Regions from separate parts of the Mus musculus genome. Here all the other regions are linked to region 1. Evidence: chromatin contacts called from public HiChIP or PLAC-seq data. All regions are on one chromosome and are shown on one strand. The core of a region is the stretch at or near the end of the contact, and the rest is flanking DNA. Distances in the headings are between cores, read along the strand shown. Region 1 overlaps Slc7a11 (solute carrier family 7 (cationic amino acid transporter, y+ system), member 11). Region 2 has its middle 19 kb from the start of Gm40044. Region 3 has its middle 3.3 kb from the start of Gm29230.

Region 1 (4,610 bases), core at 1,503-4,002:
ATGAACTACCCAGTACCCCCCAGAGCTCGTGTCTCTTGCTGCATATGTATCAGAAGTTGGTGTAGTTGGCCATCAGTGGAAAGAGAGGCCCATTGGTGGTGCAAACTTTATCTGCCTCAGTACAGGGGAACGCCAGGGCCAAGAAGTGGGAGTTGGTGGGTAGGGGAACGTGTGGGGGACTTTTGGGATAGCATTGGAAATGTACATGAAATAAATACCCAAATAAATAAATAAATAAAGGGAGTCCTCCAAAGCATTGTTCACACTCAGGGTTTTCCCCTGCGGTGGATTGTGGTGCAAACAAGTAAGTTCAGAGTTTTGGAAGCAAGAGGGTGGGCTGTAGCCATCTTCATAAAATGACGGCAATAAGAATTTTGTATGTAAGAGAAGTGTTCACAATAATGACTGTGCAGGGCCCTGCTGTGAGTTCAAAGGACTCTCAAGATCACGAGCATCTAATAAAGCAGCCGTGCAGATAATCCCATGAAATTAGAGGTGACATGCTGTGAAGTATGGACGACTGGACAGTGCTGACACTGTGTGGCCTCAAGAAGTACCCAGCACAAATGCAATCTTATGTCTTCATTTAATGCAGCGGGAAAGCCAGGAAGCTACTGACCCTCATAATTTGATTCCATGTTACAGATACACATTACTTGCTTAACATAATCGCCTCTTCAGACCCTTTCTAGTTCAGGCAACTTAAACCCTCAACTCCCTTCACTAAAGCTGGCCATATATATTTTTTTTTTTTGTAAAGCCATCCTGTTTATCAGCCCTCATAGAGGCTTCACCCTGCAGGGTGCCACTAATGAAGACCTCAATATAATTTCTTCCAAGATGAAAATGCAGTACAGAACCAGGAGGGGAAAGTCATGGCCAACCTCCCTTGCCAAGCTAGATGTGTTTAACACACTAAGTTCCAGCTCATTATACTGAATAGCAATATCCCCTGCTGAGAACAGGCTAAACCAGGCAGTCAGCAACTGCCATTCATTATGCTGCTTGCAGCCTGACACTTGCCCTGATCCCCAAAGCCTTCAGCCTTGACCTCTAAATCCTGGCATCAGAACATGAAAGCAGCAGATGTTCTCTATCCCCAGTGTGAAGAGGGTCCTGTGGAATTTCCCTGTGAGCACTAGAACAGACCTTGCTAGCCGTAATTGATATGTGCTAAATTTAAATCAAAAGAAAAAAAAAGTCACCAAGACAATGAAATACAAGGCAGTGGAACAATTAAAGATGAATTCTATGTCTCTGGGACGCATGACAAAGCAGAGGGGTAAGAAGGAAGACTGAGGCTTGCCCATTCTTAGCCAGTTCACTGAATTATTTTGAACTTGGGATCTTTCCGCCTGCATAGTAGCCCCACCTGGAGAGTACGCACTTTCTGTAAAGAAAGATGGATACACAGAGAAAGGGTAAAACAGACCCTCCATTTCTTTCAAGCACACGGTTGACTAAGGTATGTCAAGGTTCTATTAATAAAAGCTGAATTGGCCTTGCTCAGCACAGTGTGATGACTAACTTGAGCAAGAAAAAAAAATAATAATAAAAGTAAGATCACACTATATAATTCTGAAAAAAATAACAGAGAAATGCATGTGAAACTTGAGAGTATGGTCCTCCAGCATAGAACTGAGCCTCCTCCCCCTAGCCCTTGAAGCCAGCCTCCATGCCTTTCTTGGGTTGAGTGGGCCTCAATGGGGCTTTCAGTATCTTAGCAGAGGGCAGGCTTAGCCAACGTAGCCTTCTAGGTTAGCCCTGCTTTCTCACTGTGCCACTACCAAACAAAGCAACAGCTGGTCCAGCCATTGGGCTGCTCCGCCCACCACCACCGCCCCGCCCCCCCCCCCCCCCACACACACACACACAATGTTCTGTTAAGCATTTTACATATCTGCCTCACTTTATCCTTGGAAAATCCTGTGAGCTGGAAATATAAGCGCTGTTTTATTTATGAAGGAATGAAGTCTTTGGGGTTTAAGCACCTGTCCAAGGATACCCATGCTGGAAAGTAGAAGCGGGATTTGGATGTGTGCATGACCTAACTTGAAATCAAGGCATTTTAATCCTGAAGCATATACGGCTTCCTGAGCTCTACTAATGTTTGTGAAAATTAAACCGTAGAATATTAAGTAAGCTAGCTGAAAAGGTTTTATCAAGAGTACATTTCTCACAGGTTTGCTGGAAATGGAGGGAAAAAAATTCAGAGATTTTATTTTTTTTAGCACGTTTCTGTAGAGCCCAATTGGTAATGCCAGGAGAATGGTCTCATCATTTATTATTATTGTTGTTGTTGTTGTTGTTTAAAAGGAAAATGTTCACTTGATGAATTTCTCCAGATGTGTCTGTATATAAAAGGGAGAAGCATCAGTGTGCTTGTCAAATAAGTTGTAATGAGTTATTAAGAAAAGTGCTTTGATAGCTCTCTGGGGGGGGGGGGGGTAATCGCAGCACCTGAAATAAGAGTACAAAAAGAGAAAGGTTGTGATCCGGAGCACACTATACCGTGATTCTCTCTAATTAGTTCAAACAAAGCCACAGGAACTGGAGACACTGTGGCTCCAGAGTCACTAGCATTGCTGACTGTCCTCAGGTTCCTTTCCACTTTGTGGGAAGGGGTGGGGGTGGGGCAGATTTTTGTGGTTGCCTTGGCATAAATAACATCCTTCACAAAGGCGAGCAGCTGACCTGATCGGGGCTGGGCACCGTGTGGTTAAGTCCTGGTTACAAGTATCAAAGCACAAGAACCTCCGGGTGAGCCGATAAAAGCTATTAGGCCACATCAGAGCGATCTTCCTGGAGGCTTTAGATGCAGAGGGCAGATAAGCGTGGTTAGAAACCCAAGAGGAAGGCCAGCAGCACAGGAAACGAAATTGATTAGAGGAAAGAGAGGAGAGGCCGTGGGTATATCAAAGCTTCTAAATTACTGAGAGTTGGCCATCAGTCCTAAACAGCAGCTTCAGCGTTGTGGTAAGTTTGAACAGCGCGCATCCGTAAGCCCTCCGCTCTCTCGGGTATTCGAACATGTCAATGATGAACAAAACACAAGTCTACTGAGAAGAGTTCCTTCATCCTCAAGAGCCTTCCACCATCTCGTCTGCTTTTTTCCGATCAACGGGCAATAAGTATGTGTACCTGATATTTTTATTAGTTGAAAATTGTCGTCAAAATCATCTTAGTCTCCCCACTGCTTAATTTAAATTGGCATCTCTAGCCAGGCCCACACACCCAGGAGAATGTTTCATTCTTTGAGGCTACTGACCTGGAACTCTGAAATGACTGCTTGGGAGCTCCTTTCCATTTCTGGTTGTTATGGGTGATGGCTCACTTTTCAAAGGTGATGGGTAGAGATTTCCTCTTTTAGAAATCTGTATAGCCTCCAGTCCCCCCCACCCGCCCCCGCCCAACAAAGACCATTGATATTGAAGTGGAAGTGTGGCATTTCAGATCTATGTGGAATGATACATAAAAATAAATAAAATTCACAACTGTAAGAGTTAACTTCTATATTCTTCTGGGCAGAGAAGCCAAGGCTCACAGAGTTCAGTGACATGGAACAAGGTCACAGAAGCAGTGCGTGGAGAGCTGGAAGCCAAACCCAGCCCTCTTGGTGCTTCGAACTCCCAGAGCAACATTTGTGCCAATGATATCTGGTGCTTAGTGATAAATTTTATGTCAACTTCAAGGTCCATAGATACATATGTTTTATATAACTGTTACATCACATGCCTGTGTCTGTGACTTCGAACCGACTGTCACCCACCACACGTGGAGAAGCTCTTAAGTATGTTGTGCTTAAGCTCCAGGGAGAGTTTCCAGGAGTTCAATTTAACCAGGAGCTATTGCTGTAAAATCAGAGTGAGTAAACCTCGCTTGACGCTTTAGCAGGTCAAAGAAACATCAAAGTTAAGGAAGTTTTGATTCTCAGATAACCAGAGTAGTGCCCTGATCACTTGAATTTAGGATGGTCCAAGGTTGTTTCATAACATGAACAAAGTCTTCCAAGACTGTTATGAATCAAGTCTGCTATCTCTGCTACAAGGACCTAGAACTCAGTGTCCTCGAGGGATGCGCTCTTCTGTTTGAGTTGTATAGCTGGACATGATGGCAAACAATTCAGTCATTTAAAAAACAAACAAACATAAAAAACAAAAACAAAAAATCCACCCACCTACTCTCCCATGCTCTGGAACCTTCTACGTGGTTCATGTTTCAACTCTCTATTTAATATTTCAATACATAAATTTGGCATTCACCAAAAGAAATTTTTAAAAAATCATGAATGATCAAAAAGAGCAAAAAAATAGCAATGCTTTTATGTGAAATAAATAACTCGTGTTTCTCAAGGATGTTTAAAAGTCTGATGAAAAAGTGGGAAATGGGAGACTTGGCTCTTATGTAGTTAAATGCGGCAATGCTTTATTGCAATATAAAGTATTTATAATCATATTAAATACCTTCCAATTCTAACTATTTATTTTAGAGACATACTTGTTTCAGATTTTCTGTATACTGACCCTGCAGGGACTTTCAAAGATTTATATGATTTTTTTTTCACAGATTTAACCAAGAAATAATTCAAACATTATTACCTCTCTCATTTA
Region 2 (4,610 bases), core at 1,342-3,841, 810 kb after region 1:
TGCTTTTCTTTCAGTAACAGGAAACAGAGTTGTGAGGAGGGCGTCATGTGGTTTCTTATCCCTGGCTCTTGGCTGTGTTTCTCTCTTTCCCACAGTGATTACCCCGAGGTTCAGGAGCGGAGCGCACCAGCGCACAGGACTCCTTCAAACCCAGTTTCCGGGATGGAAGCTTAGTGCAGTGGTGGAACCCTTGCCTCCAGATACAAAGCCTTGAATTGATCCCTGGTGTCATGCAAGAAAAGGAGGGGAGGGGAAGGGAGTAGGAGCAGGAGAAGGAAGAGAAGTGAGAGGAAGATTCAACTCGTTGCTGCCCAAGCCTTCTTGTCCCTTTCTGATACTGAGATAAAACACTCAGGAAAAAAAAAAAAAAACTCACCCCTGAGTTCCATCCCCAGGACCCACAGAGTGGAGAGAACTAAATCCCACAGTTGTCTTCTGATCTCCATGTGCACGCGTGCACGCGCACACACACACACACACACACATCACCCTTAAAACCATCCTAAACAACTACTAATCTGTTTCCTGTCTCTGTGGGCTTGCTGATTTGAGACATTTCCTTTAAATAGACTTTCGTGATGTTTTCAAGCCTCATTCATATTATAACACCTATCAGGTACTTCATTCTCTGTGGATGGCTTAATAACGCTCTATTGTAAGGACAGAGCACATTTCCCCTTCACTAATCCACAGACATTTGACTCGTTTCTGTTTCTGTGAGCGGCCATATCCACATTTTGTATGGATTATAGGTTTTGTTTCTCATGGGTAATTGTCTAGGGTAGAATTGCTAGATCATCTCTATTAGGTTTTTAATTTTATTTGTAATTATGCTATGCTGGGTAGGTGCAGATATGCAGGTGAGTGCCGTGCCAGAGGAGGCCAGAAGAGGGCATCAGTTCTCCTGGACCTACAGTTACAGGCAGTTGTAATCTCCTTGCTGACCATGGGTGCTGGGAATTAAACTGGGGTCCCCTCCAAGGGCAGTACACCCTCTTAACCCCTGAGTCACCTCTTCTAGCCCTCGTGTATGTTACTTAGACTCCCTATGTCGGCCCCATTCCCTTATCCACTTTCTAATGACTATTTGTGTGCTCATTTCTGAAGCTAGCTGATTTCCCACCCAGTAATGTCTGAATTCCATACAAGCAATGGAATTTCCATCCTAAGCTAACTCAGCTTCTCTTGTGCTGCCCTGGAAACGGCTAGTGTGCCAAAGCTGGCTGCTCTGTCCTGGAAAACAGGTTTGGTCACCGAGAAAGCAGGGAGGGTGCCCTCATGTCACCCACAATCCCACACAAAAGGGAGCAAATGTCAGTCCACCCTCCCTCCTGCCTCTCTCTAAGGAAGGGAATTCAACCCAAACTCTGTCCCCCGGGAAGAAAACAGAATTTTGCTTTTTTTTTTTTAGACAGAGTCTCAAGTGCTAATGCAGGACTCCATATATATGTGGGGGGGGGGGGGCAGTGACCTTGAAGTTCTGCTTCTGACTGCCAAGTGCCGGGATTCAAACCCAAGTTGTCATGCATGCTAGGAGCTCTAACCACTGAGCTACATCCTCGGCTCCCAAAAGAGCCAAGGGTTTTGTTTTGTTTTAAAGAAGGGAGCTCAGAATCACAGAACCGATGACTCAGAGCTTGACAAACGTGTAAAATTAGAACTACCTACAGAGTGGCATTAGTTTATCGTTTATGAGACCACACCAAGCTACAGCAATCATAAAAATGAGAAGGAATCCACACCTTCTGGCAACAGCTAAGGTGATCTGGTTGGAAACAAAGCAAACAAAACTTCTCAATACAGCCAGTGCTGAGGTAAGAGAGCTGTGAATAACCTGACCCTTGTATCTGCAGGGCCCAGAGCACCTCCTCCTCCAGCAGCCAATACAGAAAGGCCAAAGTCATGTATAGTACTAAAGGCTCCGGGCTGGACTGAGCTCTGGTCGATAGAAAATGCCATCAATGCGTAGTCGAGCAAGAGGGAACGATTGACTTGTACATCTGACAAGGCAGGGAGTGAGACTTGTATTTCAATCGTGTCTGAGCAACATTTCACCAGCTCCGGCAGCCCCTGTGTGATCAGAAATAGATTCTGCTAGGTGGACTAGCTCACTCCCAGAATCCTTAGATGTCTGAGAAATAGGGTGTCAGGGGAGCAGAAACGCCCAGAGAGGGGTGTTATGAAGCTTGAGTTAGGAGAGAGATTCATGTTGCAGCGTTATAGAACAAAATACTCTGAGGTTCACAAGACAGGGGCCTGTCTGCCTGACTGGGAGCTTGTAACCTACAGACAAACGCGAACGTAGTAACAAGGAGTTTGACATTAGAAGCCGAGCATAGCTACCCCATCTGAAGAAGCCAAGGCTGTACCTATTGTGGTACAAGAGCACAGACTGGCTGGGGACTCGCCAGCCTCATGGTCTGCTCTATCAGATGGGTGAGCCCATCCCTAGGTTCTGAAACCTCTCGCTCTGGCTAACCAACAATATTCTGGAGAAATCACTGAACATGCTATTTTAAGACTGAGACGGGGCTCGGTAGATCGCTCACCTAGCATGCACGGAGCCCTATGTTCCACTCCAAGCATTGAATAAGCCAGGTGTGGTGGTGAACACGTGACGTCCCAGCTCTCAGGAGACAGAAGCTGGGGATCAGAGCGCCTCAGCTACGGGGTCATCCTCAGCTATGGAGAAGGGCGGGAAGGTTGGAGGGAGAGAGGGGAGGGAACAAAGGAAGAAGAGAGGGAGAGAAATGCCGTTTTAAAAAGAAAATACTCTTTAAAAAGAGTGTTTCTGGGGATGGACACAGACGTGGCATTTCATTACCGTGTACGAAACCCATGAAATGTTCCATCTTTACCTTGGAGAAGGTTCAAGGTAAACTAACTGTGCTGACTCAGACCTGGCTCAGTTTCGAGAGTGACAGTCTCGTCCACAGCAGGCTGCCTATGGTGGCTTTGGGCTAACGCTTGAGGGGAAATTCAGTTTTGCTCTCGCTATGTTTCCCTGGGGAAGGTGTTGGAAGCTGAACCTAGGGCCTTGTACAAGCAAGCATCCACGGTGACAGGAAGCTTCACTTGAAACCCAGTCAAGTTAGCATTTACTGTCTGGCTCCCAGTATGCTCAGCAGAAGTTGGGGGGCATCTTGTATCTATAGATCATGGCTCCATCTCCCTTCCCCATATGAGCTTCAAGACTTCTGTTTAATCCTCAATCTGCTCAGCTCTGGTCCTCAGACCAACCACCCTCTGGCATCCTCCCTCCCACGCTGCGGTAGCTTTCGGCCTTTCAGTGAGCTCTTTATCAAAGCTACAGGGATAATAAATTACATCCCAGCTCTGTAGTTCTTTGGTATTGGGCATCATATGTTCAGGGATAGGCTTCACGGCACCTCCTTATTCTGAGCCCTATAATTTGACCATCTAGATGACCAAGTAGGCCCTGCCTTTAGGCAGGTGCTGCCTGCCCCTTTGCCCTGTCCTAGGTTGCCCTTGCCTCTTGGCCAGCTGCCTGGATCTTGGCGGAGGTTGATATAGGGCCGCTCTGAGTACTAGCAATCTAAGGGTACATGAGTCCACTGGGCAGCTGGCCTCTGACCTTGTGCTTCTGGGTCTCCGTTGCACCACTTGGATTTTTCTGACCTCTATCCTTCTTCCAGCCCCGGATGGAAAATTCTGAAGAGAAGGAAAAATCTTAGGGCTCTCCAGAAGAGCCAACCAATAGGAGGAGACACAGGGGGATCTCTGGCGAGATTTACCAAGAGGCGTCAGCTCTCCAGCTGTGGAGAGTAATATGCCCACAATGTGCTGCCTCCAAGGTGGAGACCCAGGAATGTCAGCCCTGTGGTTTCAGTCCAAACTTAGGGAGGGAGTGGAAGGGAGGAAAAGGAAGGGGAAGAGAGGGGAGGAGAGAAGAGCACAAGGCGGGTGGGGGGAAGCAGTCTAACCATGTAGGGGCATCTAGAATATAAACATAAAACTCCCTTTCATGCCTCCTCGGACCTTATAGAAGTGGGACTCCTCACTCTTGTATCAGAAGGGGACATAGTTAACAGCTCACAGTGGTTCTGTGCACATGTACATGCAGAAGTGTTTTGAATGCTGTAATGTGTGTGTGTGTACATAGATTTGTATATATAGTGCTTGTGTATTTGAATATGAGAGGGCCATAGAGCGAGCATGGCAATCGGAGAACAACTTATAGAAGTCAGTTCTCTCCTCCCTTTCTGTGGCTCTGAGAACTCGGGTCATCAAGCTCCAAGCTGAGCTGTCTCACCAGTCCTTTTCCACATATTTTATTGTGTATATTGGATTACATACAGTGTTGCTCTTGAGGTGGCTTGCTGTTAAACCAGGAGCCCATATGTCAGGGATCCAGGCACAGCCTTGTCCCCTTCAGCAGCACAGTGATGCTGAGGTCTCATCGGGCGCAGCCTTGTTCAGGCTCCTGTCCCTGCAAACATGTTGCAGTGAGGACCACGTGCACTGCGCACATGCTGCCGGATGGGTAGGTGTGCATGCTGGTGGGTCTGTACTATAAAGTCACCGTCCCCCAGCTAGCCCATCACACCTACTGTGCTCTCTGGAAGCTTTCACCCAATCACTTTCCCTAA
Region 3 (4,610 bases), core at 994-3,493, 700 kb after region 1:
ATCTCTGAGAAGTTCAATTCTACAGTTCTCAATCACATTGAAACTGTGATAACAGGTGATCCTGAGTTTTTAACATAGTAGCTAGAAGGATGGCCCAGGAGGACCTGTGTGGGATCTCCAGCACACATATAAAAACCCGAGTGGGAACATATATCTGTAACCCCAGCAGAGACAAGCAGATCCCTAGCCAGCCTAGCTGAGCCTGTGAGCTCGAGGTTTCATGAGAGACCCTTTCTCCAGACAAAGGGTGGAAAGTAATTGGTGAAAACAGCCAACACTGACTGCTGCCCTCCATATGTCTGCACATACACCCATAAGAACACACACATTTCCCACCACCACTCCCACTAACATACGTGTTTCCTCTTTCTCTACAACCTATTTGCCCTCAGAAGGCAGCGGCAGGTAGATTTCTGAGTTCAAGGCCAGACTGTTTAGTCTACAGAGTGAGTTCCTGAGCAGCTAGGACTTCACAGAGTCCCTGTAAAGGGGTTGGGGGACTATTTGAACTGAGCACAGATCAAAGCTCTGTGATGCTGTGATGGGCCTATGTTGGCTTAACAGCCTCCCTGCAGAAGATGCACATATCTGCCACCATTCTGCTGCCTGAGTGTCTCTAGACTAGAAGTCAGGTACAATGAGTCAGGGCATTAAGGCACATGCTGCCAGACCTGACAAGTCCAGATTGATCACCAGTATTGTGGTGGAAGGGGAGAAGAGACTCTCACAAGCTGTCCTTTGACCTCCACAAGTGACCTCCACAAGCATGCACACACAGACACATATTCACATGCATACACACACACATGCATGCATACACACAACACATATACACATACATACAAATAACTGTAAAAAATACAAATTTTATATTTGGACAAATTTTGTACTCTGGACTGGTCCAGAGTACAATTTTTTGCCTATTCCCAGATCCTTTTACTATTTACATCTGAGTTACAAATTTTAACTTTTTCTAATCTAAAAAAAAAAGGAAAATCAAGTCCTTAAGAAAATGTGTGCTGTAGAATTTGTTTAATAGCAGATTTTCATGGACTGTCAGGCCTGTTTTAAGTGTCTTCCTGGTGTCTTGACAGGAATTTAACACTAACTGAGTAGCCACAATTTTCCTGATTTGATCCAGAACAAATGATGAGGGAATTTCACAAAGGCATAGCTACCTTTGACTTCAGGCCAATGGTGTCATTTCTAAAGGCGATATTCTCAGTGAAAACTTTGCTTATATAAGAACACAAGGAAAGAGGCTGGAGGAGAAAAGATGGTCCATCTGTGAAATGACCCCATGAGTAGGTCAGTCTGGCCTCCGTCCGTACAGCTGACAAACTGTTGAGTAAGCAGAGATGGCCCTCTGATTTAGCTCTGGGGGCATCATTCCAGACTGAACTTGGCCATTAATCAGCATTACATATACCTTATTGCTCAATCGTCTTAGCAATTACTTAGGAGACAAAATAGGTCCTGACTCTTAAGCTTGAAGAAAGCATAAATCTGGAAGAGATACTTCATGCTCTGAATTCCAGATTACTCCAGCCTTCTTACCTGTTCAGGGCAATGAAAGGAGTTTAATATGAGATAGTACAAAGATAAGCATCTTCTTGATTTAAGTGGGCAAAATTAGATATATTATGTTTTATTAGAAGTCATGAAAGATCAGAAGGGTCTTAATTAGTTGTAAAACTAGTACAAGCCAGTGTGTTGTGACTAATCAACATATCAATTCAACTTTAAGAGGCATTGATAGAGATCTAGTCCAAGGTTGAGGTAATATTTTCCTGTATTGTGGTCAGATGTCAACACCATTCAGAGAAAAGAGTTAAAACAATCTCTGCTGTCAGTGCACGAATTTAAATGAGTGGAGTGATTCATGCTTTGTGTCCTCATCTGAAAATGGAAATAACAACAGCTGACAAACATATCTCATAAAATTATCAAATCAAATGAGTCACTTCCATAAAAGCGTTTTTGAAAATCACAAAGTGCCATTGTACTGGACATCTGCTGTTGGTTAACCCACAACCATCCGCCTCTTGCTGATGGACACAGCCCAGCATCCCACAGGTAGCCTCGGCCCTACTACTCACCACCCACAGAATCTCAGCCCTACCCAAGAGCCCCACATCAGCGTTCAAGCTGCCATGCCAACCCAGGCACAGCCAGTGACACTACACCAGGGCTGCTGGGGAAGATGTTTGCTTTTCCTAGTCACATCTTAGTCAAACAAGAAGTTGAATCTTGCAGTACCATCTGACTACCAGGGAAATGTCAGCCGAAAGATGAAGCTGGACTGTGCAGGGCTTGGTGACTCATGCCTGTAATCCCAGCATGTGGAGGACAGAGACCGGAGGGGTCAGGAGTTCAAGACAGTCCTCAGCAGCATATGAGTTTGAATTTGGGCTAAGGAAACCTTATCTCAAAAACAAACAAAAACTTGGCAGTGAAGCAACCCAAACGCAAGTGGACACAGCCCAGCATCCCACGGGTAGCCTCGGCCCTACTCCTTACCATCTGCAGAATCTCAGCCCCACCCAAGAGCCCCACATCAGCGTTCAAGCTGCCATGCCAACCCAGGCACAACCAGTGACACTACACCAGGACTGCTGGGGAAGATGTTTGCTTTTCCTAGTCACAGCTTAGTCAAACAAGAAGTTGAATCTTGCAGTACCAACAGAAACCCGCCCCCATGAGCCCCTTATTTGATAGACCTGCTCAGACCTGCCACCTGATGTCCACTCTCTGCTTGGATTGTCTAGACTCTAAGCCCTTCAACTATCCCTCAAGTCAGTTGAACAAGCTCTCTGTGTCCCTTTCAGCAGGAACAGAACTAACATTGTGCATTCATTCAAAGTCGTAGGAGAGTTATTCAAATATATGGAAATAATAAATGAGTGTATTCAGATGGAGATTGGGTAGGTACATTTTAGATAGAAAGAGATTAAAATCAAATCTATAAAATAAGGCATGAAAGGAGAGGGGGGACTTTTGGAGGGTGGAGAACGAGACCAACAGGCTGCTGTTGAAGACAGCATCACTGAGGTCAATGGAGGGCAAAAACACCATCAAGGCACAGGTCCCACATGGGCAAAACGTCCTACCGTAACCTATTATGTTTAGATTTTTGTTGTATTATCAGAATTATATTGGGTAGAATTATCATACTATATTAGGCGTGTCATGAACATTAGAATTATGTTTCATTATCTTGGATCCTAAGGCTTGCATAAGGAGTTATATAAACACTTTCTAAAAAGAAATTTTTATGTTTGCATTATGCTCCTGGGACATCCATGTCTCCAGACTACCCCATGGATGCGTCCTTGTCCTGCTGAGCTAATGGCCAGACTTCTAACTGCAACAGTGATGCCCATCTCTGATTAATGAGACCATCCCATTCCTCACCTTCTTTCATGGCTCCCATTACAATTTCAATCAGAATGTTGATGAAGTCCCTCTATTGCCTCTCCAGGAGTACATCTACTGCCAAGTGGTGGCTTAAAAACAATACTCACCCTGAGAGAAAGTGAGAGAAATGGCTTCTCACTCGCCCACAGTAAGATCCAGATGGCATGTGGAGAAATTATAGCATTTTCTGAACCAAGGTATCTACCCAAATCATCTGTCCCAGGGGCTGATAATGGGTCACACCTTACCTACTCAAGTTTTATTACAAATGTCTTTGTCAATAAAGTTTTATTTGAATGTGGCTGTGCCTTTCTGTTATGTTATTTTTCTGACTCTGTACAGCAGCAAAATTGAATAGTTGTGACAAAGATTATATTAATTACAAAGGCTAGAATATATATTATATGGCCATCTACAGGAGAAAGTTAGTAGCCCGAAATCTAGTCTAATCCTACTTTTGAGAAAGACTCTTAGACCCATAAAGACTAACTAATAAGAGACACAAAGCCAAACCTAAGTTTATTCCACAAGGCAGTATATTCAGGTTCTATTCCTATCTGCCTATTAGTTCGTAGATACTGTGTAGAGTGGTATCATGCTTTATATTCATATTGAACCCCACACTGAACACTGAAGACTCCACTAAAACTAGTTAAATAGTTGAGCATGGTAGTGCGTGCCTATAATCTCAGACTCTGGAGGCTGTAGCAGGAGTATGAGTTCAAGAGCAGTCTGAGAAACATAGTGAGCCCCTGTCTCCAAACAGAACCTAACTAGGCAACAGGGGTTAAATAAAGAACCATGTGGGGACTTCAATGGAAACCATCTCCTCTTCTAGCCACAAATGAATCACTAGCAGACACCAAACAGACATCTATGATATATGTAAAATGATACCAGCGCCCACCTCACAGAGCTGATGGTCAGATGGGATGAAAAGTAAGGGCTATAGAGACAGCATCCAACACACAGTAAACACTGAAACAGGCTAGGTTATATGAGGGCAGTCATAAAGATGGAGTCTCATCTGCCGAACTACAGATTTGTCTTTGGTTCTGCAGAATCAGTGGGGACAGTACAGGAGGTGAGTTCCAATGCAATGTCTGCAGATGACTGGGCTCATCTTTGAGTGCCAGCACCCAAGGAAGTGAGACTGGAAATGAGGGCATGTGTTCCCCATGTACAAGGCCCAT

What was found. HiChIP or PLAC-seq counts read pairs in DNA pulled down with a chosen protein or histone mark.
Region 2: a FOXA1 HiChIP or PLAC-seq map of pancreatic cancer cells shows a contact between it and region 1. The contact joins two enhancer-like sites. A contact is called at or near these places in 2 of 115 datasets of contacts at active chromatin or transcription factors (bone marrow-derived macrophages and pancreatic cancer cells).
Region 3: an HNF4G HiChIP or PLAC-seq map of pancreatic cancer cells shows a contact between it and region 1. The contact joins two enhancer-like sites. A contact is called at or near these places in 1 of 115 datasets of contacts at active chromatin or transcription factors (pancreatic cancer cells) and 1 of 9 other capture datasets (embryonic stem cells).

Annotation. Positions count from the first base shown.
Region 1 is chr3:50,385,744-50,390,353 of GRCm38.p6, forward strand. The region is part of intron 6 of Slc7a11 (solute carrier family 7 (cationic amino acid transporter, y+ system), member 11); the gene reads right to left. Among named protein-coding and RNA genes, the nearest start is that of Slc7a11, 56 kb to the right of the region's middle. Within about 2 kb of position 2,753, at least 19 of the 459 cell types and tissues checked have an H3K27ac peak or open chromatin away from gene starts, as enhancers often do. A contact at or near this core is called in pancreatic cancer cells, where this site is marked.
Region 2 is chr3:51,199,265-51,203,874 of GRCm38.p6, forward strand. No RefSeq gene overlaps it. Among named protein-coding and RNA genes, the nearest start is that of Gm40044, 19 kb to the right of the region's middle. Within about 2 kb of position 2,592, at least 45 of the 459 cell types and tissues checked have an H3K27ac peak or open chromatin away from gene starts, as enhancers often do. A contact at or near this core is called in pancreatic cancer cells, where this site is marked.
Region 3 is chr3:51,090,293-51,094,902 of GRCm38.p6, forward strand. No RefSeq gene overlaps it. Among named protein-coding and RNA genes, the nearest start is that of Gm29230, 3.3 kb to the left of the region's middle. Within about 2 kb of position 2,244, at least 49 of the 459 cell types and tissues checked have an H3K27ac peak or open chromatin away from gene starts, as enhancers often do. A contact at or near this core is called in pancreatic cancer cells, where this site is marked.